Linked DNA regions of Gossypium hirsutum: all the other regions are linked to region 1. The links are chromatin contacts, called in public Hi-C maps. All regions are on one chromosome and are shown on one strand. Each heading gives the region's core, a stretch centred on a gene start, on an enhancer-like site or on the middle of the called end of the contact. The rest is flanking DNA. Distances are from core to core; before and after follow the strand shown. Region 1 holds the start of LOC107938881 (basic leucine zipper 4). Region 2 holds the start of LOC107939615 (bZIP transcription factor 44). Region 3 has its middle 32 kb from the start of LOC121211384.

Evidence for each region. Hi-C and Micro-C count contacts between places; a contact is called where the count stands out from the background.
Region 2: a Hi-C map of leaf shows a contact between it and region 1, with 2.2 times the contacts expected there. The contact joins the promoter of LOC107939615 here to the promoter of LOC107938881 in region 1. A contact is called at or near these places in 5 of 34 Hi-C or Micro-C datasets (hypocotyl, leaf and petal).
Region 3: a Hi-C map of leaf shows a contact between it and region 1, with 2.3 times the contacts expected there. The contact joins the enhancer-like site here to the promoter of LOC107938881 in region 1. A contact is called at or near these places in 8 of 34 Hi-C or Micro-C datasets (callus, hypocotyl and leaf).

The regions. Positions count from the first base shown.
Region 1 is chrA12:44,260,299-44,263,528 of Gossypium_hirsutum_v2.1, reverse strand. LOC107938881 (basic leucine zipper 4) reads right to left here and starts at 1,522. Exons shown (of 1, transcript XM_016872132.2): 1 at 621-1,522. The coding sequence starts at 1,473. The coding sequence ends at 913.
Region 2 is chrA12:44,039,487-44,042,716 of Gossypium_hirsutum_v2.1, reverse strand. LOC107939615 (bZIP transcription factor 44) reads right to left here and starts at 1,588. Exons shown (of 1, transcript XM_016872960.2): 1 at 693-1,588. The coding sequence starts at 1,508. The coding sequence ends at 996.
Region 3 is chrA12:44,396,666-44,399,895 of Gossypium_hirsutum_v2.1, reverse strand. It overlaps the pseudogene LOC107924374. Among protein-coding and RNA genes, the nearest start is that of LOC121211384, 32 kb to the left of the region's middle. Within about 2 kb of position 1,680, at least 8 of the 9 cell types and tissues checked have an H3K27ac peak or open chromatin away from gene starts, as enhancers often do. A contact at or near this core is called in hypocotyl and leaf, where this site is marked.

The DNA of each region.
Region 1 (3,230 bases), core at 273-2,772:
TATCACATCTTCTTTACATTTTATTATAATCTAAATTTATTTCTGAAATATAGGTGAATTTTTTGGGGCCGCAGGGGGATTCATCATTAGCCGTTAAAACCTTTCCTTCACTGTTAATTTTAGCATATTCTATTTCACTTTATGCCAAAGGGAAGGACAACCTTACCCTTCAATAACTTTTTTTTGTTTTTGTTAGGAGCATAATCAAATTCAGCCGAGCCTAAATATTATTAAGTTCTAATTTGATTTGAAATTTAAAGTTTAATATTTAACTCGAATTTGATCGAAGATATATTTTTAAGTTTGAGATCGATTAAATTTATTTATTAATTTTTGTATTTAAACTTGAACTCAACTCAATAATTACATAATTTAACAAAAATAAAAAAATGAAAAGCTCAATATAACTTGTGAACTGTTCAAATAAAGTATTATTAAATTCGAATTTAATTTGATAATTATCGAATCGAATTTGAATAGTTTACCAACACCAATATATTTTATCATATATAATATTAGAGCAAGAGTATCTTAGAAGCCCAATGGAGTGATGAAATGAAACCCAAAATTAAATGATAACTTTGAGACACTGGGATGAGATATACAAAATAATAAAAAAGTAAGTTTCAATGATTTGCTATATTGCATAGTGGGAGGGATTTTTCAAAGCTAACAATAAAAAAGAAGAAAACAAAAATAACGTTGACAAAAACCAAACACTGACTCAACTTATTTCTACACTATAATACTCTGTGGTTTCGTATCTCTTTAGCAAAAAAGGAAGACAGAAAAAAAACCCATCCATTTTCTTTCTCTAACACCATTTTAATTTACAGAAAGAGATAGCTAGTTTCTCGCTTTTGGAGAGAAATTTAATGTAGTTTTATTGTGAAGTTTAATATATGTATGCGTTTAGATGATTAATGGTGGTGGAATTTTTTCGGACATGACAGTCACATTATTGCATGGCCATGCAGATGAAAACTGCTGCAGCTGCTTGAATAGCAAATTTTGATGCATGTCCGACAATTTTTGTCGGAGCAGAGTGGACTCGGATCGGAGGCGGTCGTTGTCAGTCCTTACACGATGACAGTGGTACAAAAGGAACCTCAAACGGTAAGTCAGTTGTCGGTTCTCGATTCTAAGCCGGTTCGCCTGGTTCCTTAGGTTTTCTAAATGCTTCTGTTTACGCATCCGTGACCTCCTGGCCGATTCCCGGTTCGATATCATGCGTCTTCTCTTTCTTTCATCGATGATGAAAAGCGTTTGGTTTGATTCGTCCAAACCGGAATTGGAGTGAGTTTGGGTTTGGGTTTGGTTCAGTTCAGTCGAAGCGGAACCGGACCGAGCGGGTCCTACTGATTGGGTAGTGGAAAAAAGTTGGGAGCAATCCCAAGCGCTTTGGAGAGAGGGAAATGGATCACTTTCCATCATGGGATTGGAGGAAATAATGGCCGGAACAGTGGACAACATGGCTTCCTTTAAGAATAACAAACATACATGGGGAAAGAAAAGGAGGAGAAAAGGGAAGAAATGCAGCGTAGGAGGCCTGTATTTATGGGCAGCTTAAGGGTAGTTTGGTAATATTATCAATAAAGTAGAGTTAATTAAAAAGCCATTTATTTAGGTGATGGGTGGGAGTAGATAGATGGTTCAAGTCTCCATCAGATCAAAAGCATTCGATCATGTCCATCTATGAGGCCTACTTTTAAATTTTTATTATAATTTAATCAAACTTTTCTGGGGCGGCATCATTACCCCATAATTAATTTAATTCAACTAATGAACAGGAATGTGAAAGAAATTTAAGTTCCTGCTTCTTAGGAAGTTCCTGAATGTAAGGAACATCACATAAATTCCTACTTCCTCATAGTCATGGATCATTTTCCAAAATTTTCAACAAAGTTTAGTACAATGTTATGCCATAAGGTGTGTGTTTCAACCAAGGATTTAGAGTGTTGTTTCGGTAAAAATAATATAGTAATTAATTTTTTTTTTGAGGAATTTGATATCCGATTTATTTTACATAATTTTAGTTTTTTTAAAAAAATTATTTTGTTAAAAATATTTATAATTTTTACAAATCTAATGATATTCCTATTGAATATTTTCTATATTATTAATTTTCTTTTATAATTATATTTTTAGTTTGTAAAATTTCATTATTTCAAGTTTTCATGGAAGAACTATTTATCCAAACTAATCAATTACAATTATTACCATTTTGAATTTATGAATTCTAAAATACTAACATTTTAAAAATCTCTAAAAATTTAAAATTCTTCGCCCAACCTCACTCTTAAAAGTTTAAACATAAACATATGTATTTAGTATATAAATCAGATTATATACAACAATTAAGGGTAAATTATAAAAATAGTCACCTAACTATGTCTTTAGTTCTATTTTAGTCACCTAGCTATTGTTTTTTTATTTAATCACTAAACTTTTAGAAATTAAATAATTTAATCATTCCCCCATTAGTTGCCGTTAGATGAGTGACGGAAAGCCCTTTTTTTATTAGTCTAATAACAAATTCAACCCCCTAATGTTTAGGCATTCTATTAATTTGATCTTAAATATTAAAAAAATTCAAAAAATTTAACCCTTAATGTTTACAAAATTATGTTCAAATTCTAAAAAATCCAATAACTTTAACCTTCAATGTAACGCCTCAAAATTTTAAATTTTTGTTTGTTAAATTTAGTCATAAGATATGTATTTACTTCAGTGGTTTGGAGCATTGGTTGTGTGTTTGAGATTAGGGATTTAAGTCCCACTATTGGAAATTTTTGTTATCTTTTTTACTCAACCTTTGTCTTTGAACTCTCAACTTAAGTTTAATTCTGTGTAAATTTATATTAACAATGGGCTTACTGGTTCAGTGGTAAAGCTTTAACTAATTCTTTAGTTTTGCGTTCAAGTCTCTATGGAACCAATAAGGAAATGTTTGGCATGTTTTTTTAAAATAAATAAGTTTTGTTTTTTAAATCACTTAATCAATTTATTTTTTCTCCACTTTTTTATTTTTATTTTTCCCAAAATTTGTCGATTTTTTGTTCCCTTTTGTTTTCCTTGTGTTTTCTTTTCAGTTTCTTTTCTTTTACTTTTGCTTCAATTCTTGACATTAGTGTGGGAATTCTTCGCTCGATATACTGTTAGGTGTTCTAATTCATTCGGGTAAGTGTGTAATTCTATTTATAGATTATTAGTTTAGTGAATTTTTCAGT
Region 2 (3,230 bases), core at 339-2,838, 220 kb after region 1:
CATTCTAATTATGTCAGCTAAGTATACTTACTAAATTTGTGTTCATTCATTGCTTTACTATATATACATGATTTAGGGTTTTAATGATGTTATGATGATTTAAGAATTCTATGTATAATTCTATTCCAAAAAAATAACTCGCGTAAAACCTTTGCTTGACCGGTAATTTCAATATCTCCCATTTTACTTTATGCCCAATGGAAGGAACTTTTGGTTATAATAAAATATTAAATTTAAGGAAGGGGATTTTAAAAACTTGATCATGTCTCTCCAAATTCAATGGAGTGATTAAGGTCATCAGATCAAACCCGAAATCAAATGATATCTTTGAGACATTGCTAACACTTGGATTGCTATAAAATAATGGCTGAGTCTTTGTATTACTTTTTTATGTTTAGAGTTTCATCATTTTAATTTAATGTAATTTTTTATTTTTTTAATTTAAAAATTTTAGTTTAATTATAAACATAACTAGACATATTTTGTTAAATTCAAGTCTATAAAAAAATTAATTTTTTTGTTACATGATTAAGTACGTATTTTTATTATTTTAAAATGTTACACCAATAAATTTAACAAAATAATTTTAAAAATTTTAAAAATTCAAGTAAAAAAATGATTAAATTTTAAATATAAAAAGATATACATATTCTAACAAAAATAATAAAAAGGTAAGTTCAATTAAATATAAACAAAACCATATAATAGGAGCTTAAAACTAGACGACTTTCCGATGCTAAGAAGAAGGAAGAAGACAACAAAAATAACTTTGACGAAAACCAAACACTGACTAACTTGTTTTTAGTACACTACAATACTCTGGTTTCTTCCTCTCTTCGGCAAAAAAGGAAGACAGAAAAGAACCCAGAGAAAACCTATTAATTTTCTTTCTCTATCACCATTTTAATTTACAGAAAGAGATAGAGATAGCTAGCTTCTCGTTTGTGGAGAGAATTTTAATGTAGTTTATTGTGAAGTTTAATATATGTATGCATTTAGATGATTAATGGTGGTGGAGTTTGTTCGGACATGACAGGAACGTTATTGTATGGCCATGTAGATGAAAACTGTTGCAGTTGCTTGAATAGCAAAATTTGCTGTATGTCCGACAATTTTTGTCGGAGAACAGTGTACTCAGATCGGAGGCTGTCGTTGTCAGTCCTTACACGGTGACAGTGGTACAAAAGGAACCTCAAGCGGCTAGTCAGTTCTCGGTTCTCGATTCTAAGCCGGTTCACCAGATTCCTTAGGTTTTCTAAATGCTTCTGTTTGCGCATCCGTGACCTCCTGGCCGACTCCCGGTTCGACATCATCCGTCTTCTCTTGCGTTCCTCAATGATGGAAAGCTTTAGGTTTGATTCATCCAAACCGGAATTGGAGTGGGTTTGGTTTGGTTCACTCGAAGCAGAACCCGACCGAGCGGGTCCTACTGATTGGATAGTGGAAAAAAGTTGGGAGCAATCCCAATCGCATTCGAGACTTTCCATCGTCGGAACAGTGGACAACATGGCTTAACTAATAACAGTAAGAACAAAAAGAAAACCAAAAACTTGTAAATTTATATATGGGAAAGGTGAGAAGGAGGAAAAAAGGGAAGAAATGCAGCCTAGGGGGCTCATATTTATGGACAAATTTGAGGACCGGTGTGGGCTCTACATGACTGAAACTCAAGGGTATTTTGGTAACATACTACATATAATCAATACAATATGTAATTAAAGTAGAGAAGTTTATTTGATATTTTTGGTAATCATATTTTAAATCTTTATTATTAAACCTACTTCATTGACTAATATATTAACTATTATTATGTACTAGAATATCCCCTATGAACACAAATTAAACCCGCCCCGCCCTACTTTTCCTCTCTATTCAATAACTTTTGAGTCAGGTGGCAATACGGTGTTTTTATTTATTTATTTATTTTTTTTGGAGAAATATGGTGGTGTTTCAGCCATACTTTTTGTAGGGAAAAAAAAGTAGTGTGAGGATCACGAGGACACGTGCCAAATTATTATGGCACAATAATTTTTTTCCTCCAATTTAAAAAAATTATTTTAATTTTTTATTTAATTTTTCGTATTTTTTTTAAATTTGTATTATTTATCAAACCACATCAAAATAAATATTAAATTTGCTAATATGATATGCATGTAAATGACTGTATATATGGCACCACATTAACAATTAATTAATTTTTTAAAATTTTAAAAAATAACATACATGACATCAATAAAATTATTAAATATCAATTTTAAAATAATTTGAGAAATAACTTTAAACAATAAAAAAGACAAAAAAAATTAATCAAAAAGTTAATATTATTTTTGTAAAAAGTAAAATAAATTATTATAATAGGATGAGCCAATAATTGAAAAGGTCCTTACGTGGGAGTATGGAGAGTCGAACCGGGGGCAAAACCGGTGTCTGATTAATTGCATTAATTACACCATAAGTAGCGTTAAAACTGGAAATCAATATCAAATGACGTTTTCACTTAAAAGATTTTATATAATCTAAAAAGAAGGTTAAAAATTTAATTGTTATTAATTATGAAATTGAGAAAAGTTAAAAGGTGTATGTCACCCACAGCTAATAATTTAAGACAAATATTAAGAAATTATTTCAAGTTTTTGACTTCCGTTTTTTTATCCTAAAAACAATTTTGATGTTATTATTCATCATTAATCAAATTTGTATATATGGAAGTGTTTAGTTTGATAGAATCATCATTGAGGATAAAAATAAATAAAGGAAAAGGGAAAAAAATTGAATAATTAATGGTTGTATTTAAAAATTTATTCAATCATTTGAGGGTAATTGTTAATAATTATAAATGAGTAATTATTCGTGAAGTACTAAAATTAAACTCTGAGAGATAGAGAATTGGAATAATTATGTGACAATTAACTCTTGTAAATTTCAAAAATTTTTTACTATTAAACATAATATCATGGGCGAAAATAGAAATTTTTTTAGGGGTCAAAATTAAATTGTAATTTTTACAAGAAAAAAATACAATTTCAGTATTTTAATAGCCTACATCTTTATAATTTTTAAATATTAAATCACATTTTTATTTTTTTAATAAGTCAAAATACCATTTTACCTTTATTAATTTAAAATTTTAAAGGGCTTAAATAGATAATTTTCTATTTTAGGTTGAGGCACTTGCATAATATATGAAATTAAAAAGTAATTATATTTTGTTAGTAAAATTATACAAATTA
Region 3 (3,230 bases), core at 431-2,930, 140 kb before region 1:
ATGCCTATACATTTTCAAATCAATCTAATATATTTATTATATCAGTCTATAATAAGTAGACAAAAACTACCAACGATGGTAATGATTGAATTAAGAATTTTAAATTAAAAGAGTAGGAGGATTAAATTTTAAACTTTTAAAATACAGGGACTAAATCTCAAATTCTATACATTTTAACTTTATCATCATGCCGGAACTTTGCAACATATATCAAACACTTGATCTAAAGGTGCATGATCGCCGGTTCCTTCATCTTTATGAGCATATTAACAGTTGTTACCTTTGAACACAAACATCCCTCCTTGATAGTATCAAAGAGGAAAACTTATATTATAACAGTGAATTTAGGGTTATACAAGCTAAAATGAAATTAGGCTTACCTGTTGCAGTACACTACTTGTTTCGTCAGGGGTGGCCTCAATTGTGTAGTTTTTTTACAGCTTCTTGCAGGGACTCAAATCTTGAAAACACTTTAGTCTGCACGACCTAGACAGTGTATGATTGACAAGCATGTGTTTGTTTTATTTTTACACTCCATCAATGTAATAGATGTTTGTGTCCAAAATTACTGAAATCTGAAAAATCGAGAACAAAATACTGCAGAGAATGGAAAAGAGATGTACACTTGCTGGGTTGAAAAATGTACGACCAAAGCCATAATATAGGCCCAAAATATCATATGCCTGAAAAGGAGAATGTTAAAAAAACCAATTAAAGGGAAAATATGGATCCATTAACACACTGATATTACCTCTCGGTTTGGATCAGCGTAAAGGCAATCCATTGGAAATGGTAGCTGAATCAATTTCAGTGAGCCAACTTATGAAATTTGTTAACAACAATAATTATAATAATAATAATAAATTTGGTATCAATGGTACCCGTTCTGCAAGCAAACGTGCTTTGTTAGGTGTACCAACGCCGATTGCAATCAGTTTAACTCCAGCTGATTCAAATCTTGCTTTTGCTTCTTTCAATTCTAAACCAAGTTCCCAGCTAATAATGAATCAAAGAACATAACTTGTTTAGCAATGAATCATATAAATTTACACATACAATAAATAAATAAATAAATAAACGCCCAGTCAAGTGAGGACCAACAAGGGCATCCGAAATGGCGTAGATGTGCAACAACTGCAATTCCCTGTTGGGGGTAAAGAGAATAAATTAATAAAAGGCAAAGATCGGAGCAAGTTTTTAGCAATAAGAAAGGAGTAAAATTTACTTGGTTTTGGTCCCTAAGGTCTTTGAGAAAGACAGGCTGATCAGCAGCAGTGAAAATGGTAACATCCCCAAGGACGTCACCTATATCTGCACTGAATTCAGAGGTAGAGGCTTTTCCCACGACCCCAGAGTTGTTGGTGCCATTATTGCATGTGAAAAGCTTGGCTGGTTTTAGTTTTATAGGAGAAGAAATGGGGAATTTTAATGAAGGAATTTGAGATCCAAATTTAAGAGAATTAATTGAAGAAAAATATAGAGGTCGCACCGATTGCAGGTTTTGTGAAGGTAAGGTGGTCATTGTAGGGATACAGAGGGTGGGAAACTGAAAACTTTCCAAGAAACAAAAAATGGTCGATTTATTTTGACCCCAATTTTATTTGATGAAATTTGTGGAGGGAGGAATTTCTTGTTGCTGGATTGGTGGTTGAGAGATCATCAACGTTTCTATTGTGTGGGCTGCTTATTTGGATTAGGTTTTCAATTGGCTGGGATCTAGCCCACTAAATCACTTCTTTTTTTCAAGTCCAATATTATTTCCTTTCTAAGAGTTTTTACCATCTTTTCGTGGCAGTATTGCCATTAGACTGCTCAATGATTCCATAATTAGATAACTGATTAGCCATTGACTACCACCAACTTAAACCTCCTCCTAAGTTTTAAATTGGTAACTAAATTTTTTTGGGTCAATTAAATATTTGAATTTAATTTTTTAGTTTAAATTGGTACTTAAATTTAATTTTTTTTTCAAATTAATATTTACAATGAATGACTTATTTAAACCAATTTGAATTATGAAGCTAAGTTCAAGTACCTAATTGGACACACAAAAAAAAAAAAGCTTAAATAACTAAACTAAGTTCGACATCCTTTTCTTTTATCGGTAGTTCCACCAATTGATATGTTTCTACAAATAAATTGAAATTTAATTTCTTTCATTGGATATTCAATTTTTCGAAACTTATAAAGTTCTTCCGTTAAGCCTCGATCCATGAGCGCACAAAATCTTTCAAATTGCATCTGATTCGGCTTAAGTATTATAAACATTTTTCCATTTTCATCCCCAAACATTTTAAATTTCCCATTTCTCAAAATAATCCTACTCTTTTTTCATTATTTATCAAATGACATAAATTAATTCAATAATGATACAACTAAATGAAATTTTGTCTAATTTCATATAGGATACGAAAAAAATTATACTCAAATTTGAATTTATATTTACAATAAACAGAATTTATAAATGAGATTTAGCCGCATAGACTTTTGAATAGAATAAACCTCTACCATTATTATTATGATATTACATATTCCAATAACCAATAAAGCATTGCTCTCGATTTTGACATATCAAACATATAAATCAAATAGCCAGTGGGCCTTGAAGAGTATTGCTAGGCTTCCATCATAGTAACCACTTCTAATCAAACATCTAATCAAATTGGTGCCCTCTAACTAAGCTGAAACTGGGCTGATTGAAAGCAACGCATGTCCATAAAAGGGTGAATATCATCTTCAGTACCTTGCACCCCCTCAAATTGCACACTTATTGGTGGCAGATCATGAAGCAATCTTTAGCTAAAAAACAAACCTTGCTAGGTAAAATTAATCTCCAAAGGGTTATTCGGCGTTCTGATACACAACTTGTCTCTCTCTTAGCTATGTAGTCCCTCAGTCTCAACCTCTTTAGCATGCACTAATCTGTAAGCAGATTTTACTACGAAAATATTGTAGTATGAAAAGGTTCGCATTTTGTCCGACTGAAGTTGGGATTGAATTTGAATTTTATATTTATTTTTAGATTTTTGTTTAATAGTTTATTAATTTATCATATTTATAGCTTTTTTTATTAATTAAAAAAGAAAATAGAATGTTAAAAACATGAAAAGTTTAAAAAATTGAATTCTTGTTTTTATATATACTAGGTTTAATTTCAGGGGCTACACATGTAATATTATTAAATTATAATGTAGTAATACAATTCAATTACTTTTTAAAATATAATTAAA